Regions from separate parts of the Gossypium hirsutum genome. Here regions 2 and 3 are each linked to region 1. A link is a contact called in public Hi-C data. All regions are on one chromosome and are shown on one strand. The core of a region is the stretch at or near the end of the contact, and the rest is flanking DNA. Distances in the headings are between cores, read along the strand shown.

What was found. Hi-C and Micro-C count contacts between places; a contact is called where the count stands out from the background.
Region 2: a Hi-C map of leaf shows a contact between it and region 1, with 2.0 times the contacts expected there. The contact joins the enhancer-like site here to the promoter of LOC107896599 in region 1. A contact is called at or near these places in 9 of 34 Hi-C or Micro-C datasets (hypocotyl, leaf, petal and 1 more).
Region 3: a contact with region 1 is called in a Hi-C map of leaf, with 2.9 times the contacts expected there. The contact joins the promoter of LOC107896591 here to the promoter of LOC107896599 in region 1. A contact is called at or near these places in 4 of 34 Hi-C or Micro-C datasets (leaf and seedling).

Annotation. Positions count from the first base shown.
Region 1 is chrA10:101,453,682-101,456,517 of Gossypium_hirsutum_v2.1, reverse strand. It overlaps LOC107896599, which reads right to left and starts at 1,382. Exons shown (of 16, transcript XM_041079142.1): 1 at 927-1,382; 2 at 112-306. The coding sequence starts at 1,130.
Region 2 is chrA10:101,778,114-101,780,813 of Gossypium_hirsutum_v2.1, reverse strand. No RefSeq gene overlaps it. Among protein-coding and RNA genes, the nearest start is that of LOC121208701, 23 kb to the right of the region's middle. Within about 2 kb of position 1,268, at least 3 of the 9 cell types and tissues checked have an H3K27ac peak or open chromatin away from gene starts, as enhancers often do. A contact at or near this core is called in leaf, where this site is marked.
Region 3 is chrA10:101,806,721-101,809,420 of Gossypium_hirsutum_v2.1, reverse strand. It overlaps LOC107896591 (probable WRKY transcription factor 48), which reads right to left and starts at 1,369. Exons shown (of 3, transcript XM_016821788.2): 1 at 453-1,369; 2 at 122-265; 3 at 1-19. The coding sequence starts at 925.

The DNA.
Region 1 (2,836 bases), core at 133-2,632:
TATAGTAGAACAAATAAGTGAAGAACAACAGTAACAACTCAGTTTAGATATCTAGCTGAAGCTTAAACCAGTAGTAATTATTAAGATGCAATAAGGAATGAAAAAACTTACAGGAAATGTGTTATAAACAACATGATGTTCGATATCAAGGGGCTCCTTGGTCTCGAGACAGGAAGGCCTATGAGAGGGAAAGCTAACTCTCAGAAACTCCTCCAATTTCTGTGCATCGACATTGTACCGATAGCCACCATCTCCATTGAGACCAATTAGCACCATATTCACCTCGAGCGGAACCTGAAATGGAACCTGCACAACAGAACTTGTTCTAATCATAACCATAGATGAGTAAAACTAAGCTAACAGCCACAACCTCTTCATGTTTCTAGGGATTTCAGGAACGCAATTTAAATTTTGAATCACATTTTGGGAGAGATCAACTACGTAGCTCATTCACTCAAGTCGAAACCTATAATATTGGTAAGTTCCTTTAAAGTAATCACTAAAACAACAAAAAATCAATGAAAATTGGCGAGAAAAATGTCCATATAAGTTTCTTTAGAGATTTAACAAGATTTTTAGAAAGGGAACCTTTTCTAATCATAACCAGAGATGAGAAGAACTAAGCTAGCAGCCACTAACTCTTCAAGGTTCGAGAGATTTTCAGAACGCAATTCGAATTTTGAATTACATTTTAGGATAGATCAACTGTGTAGCTCAAATTCAGTCAATTCGAGTCCTATAATTTTCGTAAATTCGACGCTCTAAATTAATAATTAAAATGAAAAAACCTCGATGAAAACCCGATATTATTAATAATATGAATTTTTTCAAAAAAGAAAAAGAAAACTCGATGAAAATTGGCGAGGAAAAAGTCGTCATAATTTCTTCACAGATTTAACAAGATTTTCAGAGCGAGAATCGATTACCTCAGCACGCGCGTGGAGCGTGCGGCGAACATCGGATCGGACGCTGTCGCGAACTTCGAGGAATGCGCTATGGTGCCAGTGAGGGTGATCAGGGTCTCTTTTGAACGCTTGTTGAGTAGAATCGGATAAAGTTGCGAGTCCACTGAGTGTAACGAGAAATATCGAACATGATAACATAGACGATAACCTCGATCTCGATTCCATTTCAGTGATAAAAACAGAGGAGAAATGCGTGAAAATGGTTACTCAATTAATTTTGTATGAGCTTTTTAGCCACTACCGGCGATGACTTGCGCCTAGACTGAACTGGGAATTAATAATTTACGAAGTTTCCAAAATGATGCCTGCTTTTGTGGTTAAATTACGAGATGTAGAATGAAAACATTTTATAATGAGCCTTTTGATTTTGGGCAATCAATTTTCAACTTGAAGCAGCCCACCCCATCTTCTTTCATCAAATTACGACCGGTTAAACTTGGTGTATATTTTTCCCTTTGTTGTTTATGTTTAATTAGTACTTAATTTTAAAAATAGTTAAATAATTTGACATTTTTATTTAAAAACGTGTTTTTCCAGTGAAAAGAAAATTAAAATGATGAAAAATTGAAGGATGAAAAAATAAAAAGATAAAAGAAAATATTATTTTTCTTTTTATATATGTGTCGAGTAGAAAAGATGGAAAAGATTTTTTTCCTCCATTACCTGGTAAAATTGAAAGATTTAATGAAATAAAATAAAATATTTGAAATATATATAATTTAAACTAAGAGACACTTCTCCCACTTTCTCTCCAATCACCATTTCAATTTGGAAGAATTTATTTTTATGTATTAGAATGAAAAATTATTGTTTCTCTCATTTTCTTTCCCACCCAGCATATTTAAAATTTATTTTCTTTCCATTTTTCCACTCCCTTCTGACATTGCTCCACTTTTTTTCCTAACCAATCACACCCTTAAGCTTTGTTTGGTACAAAGGAAAGAAATTTAGAAAATTGGAGAGGAAAACTAGAAGGATGGAAAATATAAATTTTCTTTCAGTGGATATGCTTGGTAAAAAAGATGAAAAAAAATAATTTTTTTCTCTTAATTGCTTAGTAGAGTTGAAAAATGAAAGGAAAGCAAATAAAACAATCAAAAAATGTAAAATTTGAACAAACATACACTTCTCTCCCATTTTCTCTTTTCTGATCATTTTAATTTAGAAAGATTAATTTTTATACATTAGAATGGAAAATGATATCTCTCTTATTTTATTTTCTCTCACTTTTCTTCCCAACTAAGTACACTCTAAATTTATTTTCTTTCTATTTTTCCATTTTCTCCTTCTATTCCTCTATTTTTTTCATCCAACCAAATACACCTTAAAGTCATATGCAATAGTATAAACTTAAAAGGAATAGGTGCTTTTTTTTTTTTGAAAAAACACTTTTGGAATCAAAATAATATTCTTAGCCCTCATTTATCATTATACTTATTTTTTGTAATATTTATATTAGGTATACAATTATTTCACTTCTTGAAATTTATTTCAGCATTATTTATTGGAACTAATTTGTATTCTTATGTGATGCACAATTATATATATTAACTTTTTAATTCTTTTTTAACATTAATTTATGTTAATTTCTTCAAAAAATATTATTAAATTAAAAAATTAATGTAAATAAAAATATTTAACTAATTTAGAATAAGTTATATTAGTGTTATTTGATCTTAAAATTATTTACTATTAAAACAATACAAAAATTCATCATGGTATAAATATTAATATTAATACATTATAGTTTAAAACTATTATTAATAATATTAATATATTATAATTTAAAAATATTATTAATAATTTCTTACAGGTTATTTATTTTATATATATTGTTAAATTAATTTGTTTTAATCTTTAAATTGTTAATA
Region 2 (2,700 bases), core at 19-2,518, 320 kb before region 1:
GGTCCTTCCATTATTAAAATAATTAATTTAATCGTTAAGTTACGCAACAAATCTTATGTGACACAATTTAAAATGAAAGCTAAAAAGAAAATTGAATATTGTAAGAAGAAAAGTTGTAAAAATATTTATTTTGAGGTTTTTAAAGCTTTTATAGAAGTTTTATTGTTCATTCTCTTTTTCAGTTTTACTTTATTTTTAGGTTTTACTTTTAAAAGTTATGAGGCAATGTTTAAGTTTTCTTTAAAATTTTCATTTTAAATCATGCCACATATGATAGACGTGTCATTTAATGGTTAAATTAACAATTTTATTAATAGAAAGACTTAATTGACACAATTTTGATACTTTGAGGATGTAATTAGAATATTTTAAAGTTTAGAGACTAATTTAAAATGTAAATCATAGTCTAGGGATGTTGAGTACAATTAACTCATAAAATTTTCTAAATATGGGTGACAAGGATCCAAATCTCACCCCATGCAAGATTTTTAATGGTTTTATTAAAAATATAAAAAGACAAAAATAACGTTTTAATATTGATGCTTGATTGACTCGTGAAATTAACTTAGTTCTACCTTTAAAAGAATTAACCTCATATTCATAATGAATGTTTTATAAAATGGTAGTGGTTGAGAATTTTAATTAAAATTTTGTAAAGCATAAATATATAAAATAAAGTATGGTAAACATATTTCTTAGGAAAATCCAAAAATAAAAAGACATTGACAAGTAAAAAAGAGCTGTCGTGTCTTAAATTACAAAAAGGAAACATAGAAAGCCGTTGACATAAACATATTTCTAGAAGTGATGTGAGAATATTATAATCCAATTTCATATTTTATGTTAATATCATTACTTCTATATTTGTATATAATGCTGTAATAATGTATGGCATGGTGTGAAAGAAGTGGAATGAGAAATGCCCAGCGGAGATTGCGGCAATGGGAAGCTAGCTTACCACTCTCTGCCTTTCTTTTCCTTTATTATATTATATTCATATATTCAATTTTATGTCACATTTTTTTAATTAAAAGTAAAAATTAAATGTGTCTTTAAAGCTTAAATTCATATAAAATTTAACATTTTATTTAACCATTAAATTAATAAATTAATATAATTTAAAAATAAAAATAGGAGGTGGAAAAGTCAAAGTCAATAAATAATTAAGAATAAAGAAAGGAATGGCGACGTTAAAACGCGTCAATCTGTGTCTAAAAACGCAACCAGACAAAATCCTCTTTAATTACATCAAAGGGAGTGTGGACAAATCACCCTCGCTTTGCGTGCACGTCTCTTTTTTTTTTTTTACCCCCTCCCCCCCTTTTTTACTCACTTAAGGCTTGCTCGCTTTGTCTTTCTATTTATTATTATTATTTTTTTTTTTTGGGGGGGGAGGGGGGGGGAGAATTTTGAATTAATATTCCGATATTGAATTCATCGGAAAATCCTCTGCTTTGAATTTGCAATGTGAAACGATGGTAATCTCTATAACCATATATTATAAGAGTGTTGCCATGGTGACACATGTTTAGAGAGGGAAATGGTTTTAAGCATTTGGCAGAAATGAATAATGTATAATTCAAGAGGTCCTTCCCATTTTGTTATTCATATGATTAGATCTCTATTTGACCCATTTACAGTATTTAATTACAACTGTCTCTAGTTAATTAATTAATTATTAATTGAATTTTAATTCGATTAGCATGAATATTATTATCAATATAGGAGAATATGAATTCGATTATACTGAAGCATATTATTTTTTTATTTATGGGTTAGAAAAGAGTTATAAATAGTTATAGATATTATATAAAAAAATAAATATAATCAGAACCTATAATAAAATTATTAAAAAATTGATTATTTAATTTTTTATTAAATTTAGACTAAAATAAGGTATGTTTGCTCGGAATAATAAAATGGTATGACCTTCCTTTATGATGGTGCTTTCTTATACTTCAATTTGAAAATTAATCTTTAGATTTTAGTTTCTAACATAATTTGGTCACTATATTTTTATAATGTTACTGATTAGTGTAAATAGTTAATATTATTAACTTTTCGATTAAAATATTATGTAGTTATATATAATTTAAAAGCATATTTTTAAATCTAAAAATTAAAAGTGTTAAACTCTTAAGAGTAAAAGTAGAGGTATTAAACTCCAAATATACAAAGTGTACAGGGACTTAAAGAGTATATTTTAATCTTCAAATTTTTACTCTAATAATTTGACACAAACAAATAATTAATTTAACGTAAAGTGTAAATGAACCATCCTAATAATATGATAAAAACAAAGGTTCATTCTACATACATTTTGTCAAATCTTAAATTGTTTTTTTTTTGTAACTTTTAGGGTGTAATGTTAGTTTAAATATGATGAGTTTAAAATTACTCAATAATCTATAAGTGTTAAAAATGGGATAATGTCATAGTTGGTACTTGTATTTTAAAAATATTTAATGTGATATTTGAATTATCAATGTGTTTTATTATTGTGCTTAGTGTTAATACGTCTAATAAATTGTTAAACTAGCCAATTTGACATTAGAATTCTTTTTTCAAATCATCAAGCAGAACATTTTGTGAAATAGATAAATAAAACAAAAATTTAAATTAAAAAAGAAAATAACTAAACATATGGTTAATAAAAAGAAGAAGTAAATACTAAATTTACATGAGATAATCAAAAATAAA
Region 3 (2,700 bases), core at 120-2,619, 350 kb before region 1:
GGTGCAACGATAATAGCTCCTGTTTTTCAACCATATAATATAGCAATGCTTACTAAAAATGAACATTAGTGGACCAATATGAAAAGGGAGAGGGGTTATTAGATTAGATATTGATTGATACCTGGGAAAAGGGCTGTTTTTCACAGCTTTTTGGCCATACTTTCTCCATCGGTAACCATCATCTAAGTGATCAACTTCACTCTTTGTCATGAACGCAAATCTCGGTTCCCTTTGCCTTTTTTGGTTCTTCTTTTTGGGTTTCAACCTAAACCCATAAAAGCAAAAGCAAAGCTAAAAAACAAAACCTTTACTTAAAAAATCAGCAATACAAAGCAACCAAAAGTTTATCCCACACTACCCCAAATATCTAACTCAAAAACAGAAACAATAAATAGAGAGAGTGAGTATTGAATCCAAAGCCATAAATGATAGTCAAAGAAAGGTTAGCTTACTGTTTCTTTGTCTTGTCTTGATGCTGCTCTTCTTCTTCATCATCTTCAGCTTTGGTTGGTTCATGATCATTTGCAGCTTCATTAGATGAAGAAGAGAAGGAAGAAGAGTTTGGTGTTGCAGGGTTGTTTAAAACTTCAGAAGATTCCGGCAGGGTGGAGGCCGGCGATGGAAGGGCTTGAAGCTGCTTCGCGTCCAGTTGTTGGTGAAGAAGTGGTTCAGATGATGTTGAGGGAGGTGGTGGTGGAAGAATCGGTGGTGGCTGAAAGGAATCGAATAAAGAAGGGGCAATGAAATCTTGATGGATGCCAAGCAAGTCCATGAAACCTAAAGAAGACCCCCACTTAGTATCTCCATCACATGCCCCTGCTCCAGTTGCCATGTCAAAGATGCTTCCACCGGAACTGGTCGCTTCTGCTGCTGCTGCTGCTGCCGCCGCTGACGGATTCTCATCGGAAAATATTAAATTCGCCATGGAAATGAAATTCTCTTTCTTCTTCTCCACACACTTTTTCACATATTCTCCTCCATATTTTTTGTTTTTCTAAGAAACAAAAGGAACCCAAAGTTCTTATCTTTGCATTAAACCAAAAAGAGACATTTTCTTAAAAAAAAAATGATAGAAAAAGAGAGTGAGAAAATGGGGTGAAGTGTATGTGAAAAAGACTTTGGGTTGGGAATTTGGAGAACAGCTTGGGATTATAGTATAAGCATAGGAGAAGAGTAGAGACCGGCATTTGCCGGTTGATTAAGTGTACGGTACGTGGCGATTAACGGAGGCCGGTGTTGGACCGCATTTATTGTTTATGGACCGCCCCCTCTATTTTAGGTCTACCTTTGGGTACGCGTTGACGGGGGCCGTCTTTTTTACTCCTTTTCTTATTTTATTTTTTAAACAAATATTTTCTCTTTTAATTACTTACTACCTCTAATCTAACTTACCTAATCTCGTCTCTTCTCTATTTTTGCTTTCAATTTATTAAGGTGTTTTTTCTATCATTTTTCCATCTTTTTGGCTTTTCAAGGCCACCCAACTTTAGTCTTTATTTTTTAACTTCATATTAAAAAAAAAAAGTAGTACGTGAAATCTATATCATTTTTTAAAAAAAAAAGTGAGAAAAGGGTGCCACCACCTCACCATATCTGAAATTTTCTTTTCTTTTCTTTTCTTTTAAAAAAAAAACCTCTATTTCTCTTATAACTGATATTGGAAAATGAAGTAATAAATAAGCGCGTTATGAAATGCTGAGCCAATGTATGCGTCAGCTGAGTTTCTAACTCATTACTCGCCTACTTCTTCCCCGACAAAACCCACACGCCTCACCAGACATTGTCCTAAAAAATCAAATAACCTGGTTCAATCCGATTTCCGTCTATATTATTTCTTTTATTTATAACTCTTCAATTTTCATTCAATCCGAAATTCTTTTTCCAAATTATTCATTAACTTTGGCTTTTCTACATTCGACCAAAATTCACTAATTATAATACCATCATGCAAATTCAAACGTTGTGTCTTACAAATTTCAGAGTTAAAAAAGTTATATAATCTCTTGAAATTTATCCAATACTAAAAAATATATATCATTTGTGTCTTTTCTTCTATTTTACTTCAATTTAGTAATTGTTTATACTTGCTTTTTAGATGGATGCAAATTGCTTCTAGTATGGTAATGGTTTGCTTTTAAAATAGATTTGTACATCTTTTTTTCGATTGATTTGAATTGAAAAGTGGTTTTTTTCAAAAATAATTTTTAACTTTTTCTCCGCAATTAAACTTGATTGAAATGTAATTTTTCCTTAAAGCAACTATAGTGTTTGTCAAAATTGATTCAAGTAGAGAAATCTATAAAGATTTTCTAAGCTTTTTGAGATACTTCATTTGATCTAATCACATGAGTGAAAGTGATTTTTTGTCCATTTGATTGTTCTACAAGAATTTAAACTCTTTTATTCATAGTTATCTCTTATAGCTTAAAGATAAAATAACTATTTTATATTATCACTTAATTATTTTATTTTTAATTAACGATAATTCAAATTTTAATATTAAAAAAATAATCATAACTAAATTTACTCACTGATAATATTAATTTTTATTTATTTATGTGAGAATTTTCGTCTAGGGATTTTCAATTTTTGTCATTGCCGACAAAATAAAAATATAGTAATCGTGTTTTCAAAGGTACAACCAAACTTCTACGGAGAAAATCCCAAAAAAAGAAGAAAAGGAAAATGGAAGTGAAAAAT